Regions from separate parts of the Salvelinus alpinus genome. Here region 2 is linked to region 1. A link is a contact called in public Hi-C data. All regions are on one chromosome and are shown on one strand. The core of a region is the stretch at or near the end of the contact, and the rest is flanking DNA. Distances in the headings are between cores, read along the strand shown. Region 1 holds the start of chek2 (checkpoint kinase 2). Region 2 holds the start of LOC139545716 (rap guanine nucleotide exchange factor 1-like).

Region 1 (6,534 bases), core at 125-2,624:
TTTTCCAGAAACTGAGGAAACGGTGTGTGGTCCATGTAAAACTGACCCTGGAAGTCTTGATCGAAGCTCTTCGGGGCAGTATATTCCCCCTCTGCCAGGAATGTGCTCCCATATGCCTTCTACAACACAAGAAGCAGCAGTAAGGTAAGTCACATTCACAGCAAAATTCCACCAAAAGTAATATTCTTCACAGTCTGACCAGGCCTTGTATATTATGCTGTGACTTTTTCCAAGGACCTAACATGCATTTGGATCTATGCATTTCATGCATAGGCTTTGTAACAGTTTATCTCTGGGGTTTAATGTAAGACTGGTTCATTTGAAATGTTCAGCACCTTTCGCGTTGAGTAATTCTTCTCATCTGGATCCCCTTTCATATCTGGGTACTGGTTTTTACTGCGGATGAACTCTTTGAAGGAGAAAGGATTCATCTCCTCTCCATCTTCTCTGACTTCATCTATGAAATAAGACATGTCGGTAAATATTTGGATGATAGTTATTTTCAAACGGTCTGGCTGCCATTATTGGAGAAATACAAGAGTTGGACTTTGTTGTGGATGTGTAGTGGCCAATACCCCGTCCTACTCCAGCAACAAGTGCCATGGGATTTGTAAATCCAGATTGTCTCACTAAAGGACAGCACTGTGCCAGGGCAGGGTGCCTGGGTCATGGAGTTCTTAGACCAGAGGTAAGAGTGCCTCACTAATGGCCCTCCAACACCATGCCAGCAGAAATAACTCTGATCCTGGTACCAACCATGCCAAACCCAGCACTAGACACTTGTAACACAAATTAATGCACCATCACTTGCTGATCACTCTTCGATGGTGCTGAACAGATGTGCCCCTGTCTCAGGTAGATGAGATGTGTGTTATTGCATCCAATGATGTGAATATCAAGTAGCCTCTGTCTATGGTTGCATGCATCATCTCATTTGAATATTGGATCAGCTAGATATAGCTAGTTTAGAACCTACAACTGAATATTGGACAGATGGATTTGCTATGGAAGTAACAACTTACCAACTGCGATTATATTATTTTTTTCAGAGGTTTTATGCTTTGCCATGTTGACGATTATCCAGTCAATCGGTGATGGTATGAGCGGTTGTCAGCTAACTTCAGTGGCTAACGCGTAGTTAGCTAGCTAACACAGACAGTTTACGTTACCTAGCTAGCTAGCTAGCTGAAAACATAAGCGTGTGCATTGATTATTAACTATCGAAATAATGTACTAGCAAATTACTGGATGTAGACAAAATGACTTGTCATACGAAAGATAATTGATCAAAATGACATATTTTAGATGTGGTTGTTGTTAGTCAGCTGTGTGCGTCGATTCGTCAAAGGCTAGCTAGCTGCTGAAAATCACGTGGACAATCCTAAACTTGTCACTGGCTACGATTCAGATGACGTTTTATGGAAAATAAACAACATTTCCCAGGAGTCGATCCGATTTCCCGGCAAATTTTACACGTGCCGCGATTCATTCGAAATCCCAGTAAGTGTAAACGTGTATTTTATTAAATTGTCATTCTCACACATGTTTAAAAATATTGCCATGTTCAGTTGCACACGTCAGAGCCGGCGAGTCGTCACATTTATTCGGTTAGCAAACAACCACTTAATTTCGCTGTCGTGCTAGCTAGACTAGCTAGCTAACTACAACAACGGAAATGATTAGGGCACTTGTGGAACTGATTTAGATTTGCTTTATTTGTGCTTGGTGAGGATAAAAAATACAGTTAACTTGCATGACAGGTTAGTCAATAACACTACGCACTGTTGGCAAGAAACGATACACGTATTTGTAAATAGATGGAGCATGTTGAAGGACTTACACACAGCTAGCTAACGTTAGGTAGCCAGAAGATTCCGACCCTACCTTTATGCTTGTTTACACTGAGCTGCACTACTGGGGTTGGAACGCCATCATGGTTATGAATAAGACACCACAGAGCTGGTGCGAGATATTTTCAGAAAATGTATTTCAATGCAGGGGTTGGATATGCCAATGTACTTCCAATTGGACCTTTATCCAAACTGATACTTAGAGAAGATTGAAATACTGCTAGTTTTTCTGGAAAACTGTCCTTTATCATCTTCAAGCCAGCTAACAGTAGCCACAGCAGCCATTATGGAATGGCATGTCACGTTGAACAACAAAGGAGCTGATTGGCTGACACTGCCATTACAAGATGGCTGTGGTGGCTACTAGCTGGCATGAGGACGAAAAGGACATTTTTTTCCGTAAAACTAGAAGTATCTATCTGGGGCGGCAGGTAGCCTAGTGGTTAGAGCGTTGGACTAGTAACCGAAAGGTTGCAAGTTCAAATCCCCGAGCTGACAAGGTATCATCTGTCGTTCTGCCCCTGAACAAGGGGCCGTTATTGAAAATAAGAATTTGTTCTTAACTGACTTGCCTAGTTAAATAAAGGTCAAATATATATATATATATATTCTCAATGTATCAGTTTGGATAAAGGTCAAATTTGGAGGGCAGTTGCATAGGGTTAGAATCTTCTGGCTAGCTACAAGAGTTGCCAAGATTATGGATTTTCCAGACTCAGTGTATGATGTTCATGGGCAGATTCTCCAATGCAAGTTATACATGAGGACTTTGCTTAGTTTACGGACATGGGGAACATTGTTTTGGAAAATTGAAAGATGTCATGATAACCTGAATGATGTGTTATTTACTTTAATAGACTCAGACTGAGGAGAAATATTGACCATGTCCCAGGAGAAGCCAGATGCTGGCAGCCAGACACAGTCACAGCCTCAGACTCAATCCCAAACTCAGTCCCAGAGTGGCTCCAGCTCCTCCTCTGGGTCAGGCACTGTCAGCTCAGTGGACACCATCCCTGTTAGGGACCTTGGCTCCATACCAGAGGAGCCTGAGCCACAGCCCTGGGGTCGCCTGCTGCCTATGCAGAGAGGCTTCAGAGCCCACGGTGAGTGCAACCACAAGACATGCCCCGGTTTTCTGGGTAGATAGGATACCTTCAGTTTGGGCTGTGACAGTCATGGAATTTTGGATGACAGATATTGGTCACCATTTTAATCGTTTGAATAGCCAAAAGAATAGACGCGCATTTTCTCCTCTGCTCTGCTCCTGACTGTATGTGCTGCTGCAGCAGTAGGGATGGGGGCGTTGCCCAAGAAAACCGAAGACTGTTTGTTACAACACCGTGCTGTTTCAGCCATAGATATCCATTCTAATTCCTAATTCTATGGTTTCAGCAAGGAGCAACTAGGTTTGATGACGTTGTAGAGTCCATGTTACAGCAGAAACGGACTCGGCTGGCAATTTTTTTAAAAAGCCATTATGACTGTTCTTTTATTTTCATGAAGGTCTTCATCCATAACCGTCGGTTATACAGTAATTGTGCCAGCCCTACCTTCAGGCATCGCTATGGAATTGTAACGCGATATGTGATGGCTCCATATCTATCTGGCGTTATGGCTTCGCTTCTGGAAAACGCTGCCACACATTTTTCAACTAACCTGGTCTTGGAGATACTTTCTTCGTTTTGATTCAGAAGAAAAGTGTATCTTATAAATGTCTGTGTCTAGTTACAGGCGGTTCTACAAAAAAACAACAGAAAATTCTGGAAGCTGTAAAAATCCATGTTTTTGTACTGTGCGAGAAGGTTCCTTGCCATCTTAGCTGCTGCACATCTAGCATCTAGCATTAGAACCGCTAGTCGGTTCTATGCGGCCACGTGTAGAAGTAGATGACAGCGCGTCACACAGTGCAGCCAAAACAAAGATCTACACACATGCCATTTTTCACTCCATGCAAAACATGGATTTAATATCTTTCTGAATTTTCTATGGTTTTTGAAGAACCACTTGCAACTGGACACGGACATTTCTAAGATACACTTTTCTTCTAAATCGATGACTAAGAAAGTATCACCAAGACTAGGTAAAAAAACATGTAGCAGTGTTTTCTATTAGCTAAGCTGTAAACCCAGATATGGAGCCATCACATGTCGCGTTACAATTCCGTTGCTACTTTAGGCAGTGAATACAGGGGCACGTTTAGTTATTAAACATTTTGCTACAGTTTGTACTGAACGACACGTTTTCCCACCACAGTGCGCACCATTCCTCAACATTCTTTGATGTATATTTGATCCCGTTTGGGTGTGGCGGAGTGGGACCTGATCAATATGGGTGTGACCATTTCAAATTGCATACTGCTGCAGCAGCACAATGTACAAAATCGCCCTCTGAGCCACCATAATCAGTAATCAAAATGTTCTTCAACTGGTCATCCAGAACAGCACTGTTTCCATTCAATTGAACAACGTTGTGTCCTGCTGAACGCGGTCCATGTGGAAACTGTGTGTGTCTGTGTGCAGTTTGTGTGAGATTCTTTGTATTTCTCAACTAGCAGCATTAGCATCTGTGTATTCTCTTCTCTATTGAAGTGATAGTGTTTAGTTTGACTTTTTTTCAGACTGTGTTGAGGACGACACTTGGTTTGGCCGGGACAGTAAATGTAACTATTGCTTTGATGACCCCATACTGAAGAAATCGATCAGATTTGCTACATACAGCAAAAAACACTTCCGTATCTTCAGAGTAGGTCTATTCATTTGACAAAATTATGTATTTCATATTTTGTTTACAGAAGAAAATTGTTTTGTTCACAATGTTCGCTCAGTAATGACGGTCAGATCGTTACCTTGCAGGAGCAGAACATTGTCTATGTCTTTGACAACAGTGGCAATGGCACGTTTGTTGACGGTAAAGTTCTTGGAAAAGGAAAAACTCTGCCTCTAGCAAACAATGCAGTGCTGTCCCTAGCTGAGGAACGCCATAAAGGTAACCTTGTTACAGAGTTTTATTTTCAAGTCATTTCTGTTTAGGTCACTGATACTCAAAAGTCTAGCATTCCACTATATTCCCTGTCGCTCTCAACATTAAGTATACTGCATCATTCCCTTATTGGTGATGCCGGTTTTAGTTTTTGCATTTATAATCAATGAGATTGATAGTTTCTCCCCTCATTAGTGTTTGTGTTCATTGATCTCATGGCGGATGAACAGTCCAACCTCCCCAAAGAGTTCAGTGAGAAATACCTGATTACCAAAAAGATTGGAGCGTAAGTGAGCATTTTGATTAATTTCAACTTGTGTATTTTACAGAATCCAGATTTTTGTTTTGAATTACAGAGTGACATTCTAGTATGATCAATGTGTGTAAACGTGGCTGATAACGATTTGTTATACCAGTGGTGTGTGCGGGGAAGTGAAGCTGGCCTTTGAGAGGGCCACTTGCAAAAAGGTGGCTGTGAAGACAATCAACAAGAAGGACTTCCCAGCATCTCTCGGCGTAAGTCTTTTCACCATTTTCTTCGTTTTCTAGTTGATGAATACTACTGCAATACAAGTAACTCTTCTTTGTGCAATTATAGACTGCCACACAAAATGCGGAACGAGAGATCCAGATCCTCCAAAAGATAGACCATGTAAGTAAGTATTCATTGTCAATGTTAATAGCCTGTTTATACACTGAGTGTACCAAACATTATGAACACCTGCTCTTTCCATGACTGATCAGGTAAATCCAGGTGAAAGCTATGATCCTTTATTGGTGTCACTTGTTAAATCCACTTCAATCAGTGTAGATGAAGGGGAGGAGACTGGTTAGAGAAGGATTTTTAAGCCTTGATACATGGATTGTGCATGTGTGCCATTCAGAGAATAAATGGGCAAGACAAAATATTTAAGTGCTGTTGACCGGGGTATGGTACTAAGTGTCAAGAACTGCAACGCTGCTGGGTTTTTCACCCTCAACAGTTTCTTGTGTGTATCAAGAATGGTCCACCACCCAAGGACATCCAGCCAACTTGATACAACTGTGGGACGCATTGGAGTCAACATGGGCCAGCATCCCTGTGGAACGACATCTTGTAGAGTCCATGCCCTGACGAATTGAGGCTGTTCTGAGGGCAAAAGGGGGGAGTGCAACTCAATATTAGGAAGGTCTTCATAATGGTTTTTACACTCAGTGTACATCTAGAATGTATTATGCTGTAATGACTGCCAAGGAAAGGAGCCTAGTAAAGCAATGGTTATTTTCATGTCCAACCATGTTTTTTTTTTCTGGGGTAGTCAAATACCATAGAAGTAGTCATTTTCAACTTGTGTTTTCTACTGGACAAAGTCAGTCATAACACTTTTTAAAATATTTTTTATTCAACCACTTTGTATCAAAAACACCTGTAGTATTTGCCTGCAATTTTTCTGTGTAACTTTTTCCTTCTGTCTTTTCCAGCCATGTCTGATCAAAACAGAAGACTTCTTCCAAACAGACGACTCATACTACATTGTTTTAGAGCTGTGAGTTTAGTATTTAATTCAAGCAGACACTTTTTATTTTTATCAATGACAAACCAGTATTACATTGCATGTAATATTTTCTGTAGCCCACCTCAGAAGTACAATTTTCACAAGCATCGTATTTCCTTTCCCCTTTGATTTATTCTGTTTCAACTGACCGCATGTATGTGTTTCAGCAT
Region 2 (6,918 bases), core at 2,921-5,420, 150 kb before region 1:
GCTCCACTACAGCCCCATCAATGAGAATGGGGGCATGCTCGGTTCTCCTTTTCCTGTAGTCCACAATCATCTCCTTTGTCTTGATTGCGTTGAGGGAGAAGTTGTTGTCCTTGCACCACACGGTCAGGTCTCTGACATTCTCCCTATAGGCTGTCTCATCTTTGTCTGTGATCAGGCCTTCCACTGTTGTCATCAGCAATCTTAATGATGGTGTTGGAGTCATGCCTGGCCGTGCAGTCATGAGTGAACAGGGAGTACAGGAGGGGACTGAGCACGCACCCCTGAGGGGCCCCCGTGTTGAGGATCAGCGTGGCAGATGTGTTGCTACCTACCCGTATCACCTGGTGGTGGCCCGTCAGGAAGTCCAGGATCCAGTTGCAGAGGGAGGTCTTTAGTCCCAAGGTCCTTAGCTTAGTGATGAGCTTTGAGGCCACTATGGTGTTGAATGCTGAGCTGTAGTCAATGAATAGCATTCTCACATAGGTGTTCCTTTTGTCCAGGTGTGAAAGAGCAGTGTGGAGTGCAATACAGATTGCATCATCTGTGGATCTGTTGGTGTGGTATGCAAACTGGAGTGGGTCTAGGGTTTCTGGGCTAATGGTGTTGATGTGAGCCATGACCAGCCTTTCAAAGCATTTCCTGGCTACAGACGTGAGTGCTACGGGTTGGTAGTCATTTAGGCAGGTTACCTTAGTGTCCTTGAGCACAGGGACTATGGCGGTCTGCTTGAAACATGTTGGTATTACATACTCAGACAGGGAGAGGTTGAAAATGTCAGTGAAGACACTTGCTAGTTGGTCAGCCCATTTCAGTTAATAATATGCCCTGTGATTTGTATTTGATCACAAAAATGTATTATGAATGTGTTACCTTTTCATATACCAAAATCCAAAGTTGTGTAACCATGATTTCTAGACTTATTAGTCACCTCTTCTGTAGGAATTTAATGATAAAGAATAGGGTTACAATGGAGTTCATTTTCTCATAGTTTAAGGCTGCTAAAAAGCAGCAGCACAAGTAGGAGCGCAAATACAATACAATACTTTATTAATTCAAATGTATTATTAATCCAACTCTGGCTACAGTTGTATTAATCTTAATCCATTGTTAATATTTTTACTTCATATGTCCCTGTGGCTGTCAGTTAACCCAAGAGGTCATAACCTCTTGATGAGGTTGCTTGGTGTTGTACCAAGGTCACTGCTCAACCCCCTTCCTTTGGAGAGTGCATCCCACACTCTTGAGACCCTCACACTCTCGATGGCCTCACCAGGGTGCCATGCCACTTCAGACACCAATGTAGCAAGTTTAGGGATAGCTCCGGCCTTGAGTTTGTTACTGCTGCTGTCAGCCCAACACCTTAACCTTTACACCAAGAGGTCTGAACCATTGGACAGGGTTGCTAGCTGTTGTACAAAGGTCGCAACAATATCATCAATTGAAATGATCATTGAAGAGCAGGACATACCCCAGATTTTACCTTAACTAATTGCTCTTGTCTCTTAAATATCAATTCATATTTTCTGATTTATCATTTTATCGATTAGGGTCGACTTGCCTGACAACTCAAACGGAATACTTCCGCTGCTCTACACTGAGTGTGCAAAACATTAGAGTTTAACCCCCTTTTGCCTGTTTGTCTTGCTCATTCATAATCCATGTCTCGAGGCTTAAAAATAATTATTTATCCCGTCTCTTACCCTTCATCGACAATGATTGAAGTGGATTTAACAGGTGACATCAATAAGGGATTCAATAAGGTATTCACCTGGTCAATCTACTATATGTCATGGGAAGATCATGTTTTGTAAACTCAGTGTATGTTCACTACATACTTCATTAAGGAGGCAAGGGGTCCACTGCAACATTTAGCTAGTAGCGGTACATGGGTAAAATCACTATTTTATTTTTATTTATTTTATTTCACCTTTATTTAACCAGGTAGGCTAGTTGAGAACAAGTTCTCATTTGCAACTGCGACCTGGCCAAGATAAAGCATAGCAGTGTGAACAGACAACAACACAGAGTTACACATGGAGTAAACAATAAACAAGTCAATAACATGGTAGAAAAAAAGAGAATCTATATACAATGTGTGCAAAAGGCATGAGGATGTAGGCAATAAATCGAATAATTACAATTTAGCAGATTAACACTGGAGTGATAAATCATCAGATGATCATGTGCAAGCAGAGATACTGGTGTGCAAAAGAGCAGAAAAGTAAATAAATAAAAGCAGTATGGGGGGTGAGGTAGGTAAATTGGGTGGGCTATATACCGATGGACTATGTACAGCTGCAGCGATCGGTTAGCTGCTCGGATAGCAGATGTTTAAAGTTGTTGAGGGAGATAAAAGTCTCCAACTTCAGAGATTTTATTGTGATAATTGCTTTGTTTGCTCTATAACCTGTTAGTTCATATGCCTTGCGACCGTGATATACACCTTTGTTTCATCACAAAACCGGAGTGCAATGTCTGTCCGATGAAGTCCACGAAGCATATTGCATGTAACAAACAGTTACATGACCAACAGTCATGCAAGTTCATGGTTCCGACATTTTCAGACTACTAAAGAGTTACAGCAAGTTGCAAAGAAAACAGGAGCTGCCTCCAATATTCCAACACAATTTCAACTTCAACATTTCAACAGCATCAAATCACCTATGCTTAGTCTAATACAGTTACAACTAAAAGATACCAAAAACAATTTAGTCCAATCAACGTAAGCTAAATACGTTGATGCGGCTGTCCATGGTTCTGATTTGTGTGTGTGTGTGTGTGTGTGTGTGTGTGTGTGTGTGTGTGTGTGTGTGTGTGTGTGTGTGTGTGTGTGTGTGTGTGTGTGTGTGTGTGTGTGTGTGTGTGTGTGTGTGTGTGTGTGTGTGTGTGTTGTGCAAGTAGAAAAAACATGTTGACTGACTCTACTTGTAGAGGAATGCCAATGCCATCCTCCTCTCTTCCATCCTGTGTAGCTCAGTTGGTAGAGCATGGTGTTTGTAATGAATGCCAGGGTAGCAGGTTTGATTCCCGGAGCCACCCATACGTAAAATGTATGCCCATATGACTGTAAATTGCTTTGGATAAAAGCATCTGCTAAGTGACATATATTATGTTGATTAAATGGTCTATGACTGTCATACAGTACACACTTTTATTTTTTGTTGTCCTAGGCTACCTGGCTAAAATGCTCGCTCGCAAGCCTAACTTCATTTCATGGACAACGTTAGCTAGTTAACATTAGACTTCTACATCCTCTCAGTCCAGGGGCACAAAGTATGAATGTATGGTTGGATCAGAATCGCCATTATAATCATTGGCCAGTACGGAGATAAGTAAAACCACACACCAAGTCCAAATCCCTATCTCCATTCGTGGCTAATTTAGGAAACAGACCATTTTAGCTAGCTAGTTAGCCACCGTAGGACAACAACACAACAAGATGCAACAATTCAAGTTGTTTCTGTCAATGACATATTGCTCTTGATGCGATGTGATGGAGTGAAGCCTAATCCAAACTGGCGTTCCTTTACACAGTTGAGCTGAATCGTTTTAGCTCAATGCTGATTGGCTATTACTTTCTACTTTTTTTCTCAAGCGAGGCCAAATGATTGCTGGCTTCCCTTGCATTCAATGCTATTGGCGGCAACAATGTCATACTGTTTATGACCAGACAGCATCAGATAGATGGCCTACACATACAGAAACAGAGGAGCGCTGTTTCGCTCAGTTTGATGCTTTTTCCAGTGAGATACATTCAGCCTCGTGCAAATTGAAGGAAACTTTTGAAAACACAGAGACCAAAGATAAATTATTTTATAAATATGTTTTATTTGTTTTTGGGGGAGGCCTGGCATCCCTTGGCATCCATGAATACATGCCACTGCAATTAGCTACTGTTTTTGAATAATATGGGCTGCATACTCCACTAAAACCATAATATGTACAATTTTTTTTTTCTCTCCTATTTCCTATACTGAACCATGTATAATTAAAAAAGAGAGTCAATAACGTCTCTCCCTCTCTCTCTTGAATCTGATTAGTCTAGCTAAATCCATCACCTGAGGGCACACCTTTCCGTCCCGTGCGCCCACATTTCTTAATTCCAGCCGCAAGAGGGAGGTGTTGATTGTGATACAGCACCGAGTTGTCTGCTGCTAGTCTACCCATCATCATCATCATCATCATCATCGGGGTCTGGCTGGCTGTTGTATTTGCGTCGGAACGGTCCGAGCTAAAGTGCTTTGGCTAAAGGATGTGGGATTAAAAGAGAATAAACGGACAACATACCTCCCTGGATTTCATTTGTTTAACGTTACCGTCTCTGCTTCGAAATGTCGGGGAAAATAGAGAGTAAGCAAGGTAAGCTCGTCTAGACTGGACTAGCTAGATAAATAGCTAACGTTAGCTAGCTGTTAGTCTGGGGTTTGTCTGCCTCTTCTTGTAGCCAGAAATGCGGCCAGCCAGTGTGGTTTGGTCTAGTTGTGGATCAAAGGCCGATTCTAACACCAAACTTCCACATTGTTGCGGTAACAGTAGCTAGCTGGCTATCTACTACATAGTCAATATTTGCTAAACATTCAATCAGTGTTTAACTACCTAGTGAGTTGTTATTGTTGTTGTTAGTTAGCGAGCCAGATAATATTTGATTTCTAGCTAGAGTGCGCTAGAATTGGATAGATTTGCTATCTACATGCTAGGCTAACTAGCTAACGTTATTGAAATGGAAAACATTTAGGTAGCTAACTAATGTTAGCTAGCGATTTTCATAACTTGTGTTATAGGTAGCTACAATGTTGCTATATTCGGGTTATATTAGTCAAGTTAGCTAGCTAACGCTAGCTGCCTTTTTTTCTGAAAAGATGGTGACGAATTTAACGTTATAGAATATGACTAGCTACTGTAGGTAACTATAGTACAGTCAGCTGTAGCCCGAATAGAATGTTGTCTTGACCGTAACAGTACTAAACTTTCGTTAAGTAGCTAACTGCTTTAGCTACATCCTAACCTAGTTTGCTAATCCATGTTACTTTTAAGATGCACAGTGACAGTTGTCGTCATTCATTCTAGGATACGTGGTGGGGTCTAGCTAGGTACTGTAAATTAGTAGGCTAACGTTAGTACAGTAACCTTAGTGTTTTTTCCATCCCTATGATTTTTATAGGCAATACTGGTAACGTACTAATCTGGGTTGGTAATATTACAGTACCTCATGCACCACCTGCACTGACTTTACTAATCAGGCACTAGCTATTCGAGGAGAATGACAAGTACTTTGTCTAATTCACTGTGTTTGAGTTTCCCCCTTAGCTTGGGTTCTCGAACTATTGTGAGTCATGGCTAGTTCTCTATATCACGGAACACTGAAAACCTCCTTTGACTGGAGAGTCTCTTCCTCTTCAGTCAAGTGTCCCCATCTGTTGCCACTTGTACCATGTATGTTTTCTAGCTATGTATTTTGTGAGTTGTCACTAGAGAGCTAGTTGAGACTGCTATGGACGGGAGTCAAGCCAACCATCTTTTTTTGCAACCTTGGAATGAATTTGGTATGTTTGTTACTCATACCTGATTTGTCCAAGTACAGTGTATTCGAAAAGTATCCAGACCCCTTGACTTTTCCCCATATTTGTTACGTTATAGCCTTATTCTAAAATTGATGAAAATCTACACTCAATACCCCATAATGACAAAGAAAAAACAGGTTATTAGATATTTTTGCACTTTTATAAAAATGTAATGGAAATATCACATTCACATAAGTATTCAGACCCTTTACTCAGTACTTTGTTGAAGCACCTTTGCCAGTGATTACAGCCTTGAGTCTTCTTGGGTATGATGATATAAGCTTGGCACACCTGTATTTGGGGAGTTTCTCACATTCTTCTCTGCAGATCCTCTCATGCACTGTCAGGTTTGATAGGACAGCTATTTTCAGGTTTTTCCAGAGTTGTTCGATCGTGTTCAGGTCCGGGCTTTGGCTAGGTCACTCAAGGGCATTCAGAGACTTGTCCCGTAGTCACTCCTGCGTTGTCTTGGCTGTGTGCTTAGGGTTGTTGTCCTGTTAGGTGAACATTGGCCCCAGCTTTGGAGCAGGTTTTCATCAAGGATCTCTCTGTACTTTACTCTGTTCATTTTTTTCCTCTATCCTGACTAGTCTCCCAGTCCCTGCTGCTGAAAAACACCCCCACTGCATGATGCTGCCACCACAATGCTTCACAGTAGGGATGATGCCAGGTTTCCTTCAGACGTCAAGTTTGGCATTCAGGCCAAAGAGTTCAACCTTGGTTTCATCAGACCAGAGAATCTTGTTTCTCATGGTCAGAGTTCTTTAGGTGCCTTTTGGCAAACTCCAAGCGGGCTGTTATGTGCCTTCTTTTACTGCTTCCATCTGGCTACTCTGATTGGTGGAGTGCTGCAGAGATGGTTGTCCATCTGGAAGGTTCTCCCATCTCCACAGAGGAACTCTGGAGCTCTGGCAGAGTAAGCATCAGGTTCTTGGTCACCTCCCTGACCAAGGCTCTTCTCCCCTGATTGCTCAGTTTGTCCAGGTGGTCAGCTCTAGGTGGTTCCAAACTTCTTCCGTTTAAGAATGATGGAGGCCACTGTATTCTTGGGGACCTTCAATGCTGCAGACATTTTTTTGTACCCTTCCCCAGATCTGTGCCTAGACACAATCCTGTCTAGGAGCTCTACAGACAATTCCTTTGACCTCATGGCTTGGTTTTTGCTTTGACTTGCACAGTCAACTGTGGGACCTTATATAGACAGGTGTGTGCCTTTCCAAATCATGTCCAATCCATTGAATTTACCACCGGTGGAATCCAGTCAAGTTGTAGAAACATCTCAGGGATGATCAATGGAAACAGGATGCACCTGAGCTCAATTTCGATTCTCATAGCAAAGGGTCAGAGTACTTATGCA

What was found. Hi-C and Micro-C count contacts between places; a contact is called where the count stands out from the background.
Region 2: a Hi-C map of muscle shows a contact between it and region 1, with 6 times the contacts expected there. The contact joins the promoter of LOC139545716 here to the promoter of chek2 in region 1. A contact is called at or near these places in 2 of 3 Hi-C or Micro-C datasets (muscle and red muscle).

Annotation. Positions count from the first base shown.
Region 1 is chr19:45,280,850-45,287,383 of SLU_Salpinus.1, reverse strand. It overlaps chek2 (checkpoint kinase 2), which reads left to right and starts at 1,374. Exons shown (of 15, transcript XM_071353764.1): 1 at 1,374-1,500; 2 at 2,708-2,953; 3 at 4,468-4,592; 4 at 4,703-4,835; 5 at 5,025-5,115; 6 at 5,246-5,345; 7 at 5,428-5,481; 8 at 6,291-6,355; 9 at 6,532-6,534. The coding sequence starts at 2,734. It overlaps LOC139545710 (endosome-associated-trafficking regulator 1-like), which reads right to left and starts at 1,389. Exons shown (of 8, transcript XM_071353768.1): 1 at 1,023-1,389; 2 at 336-457; 3 at 1-119. The coding sequence starts at 1,068.
Region 2 is chr19:45,434,267-45,441,184 of SLU_Salpinus.1, reverse strand. LOC139545716 (rap guanine nucleotide exchange factor 1-like) reads left to right here and starts at 4,170. Exons shown (of 26, transcript XM_071353778.1): 1 at 4,170-4,359. The coding sequence starts at 4,332.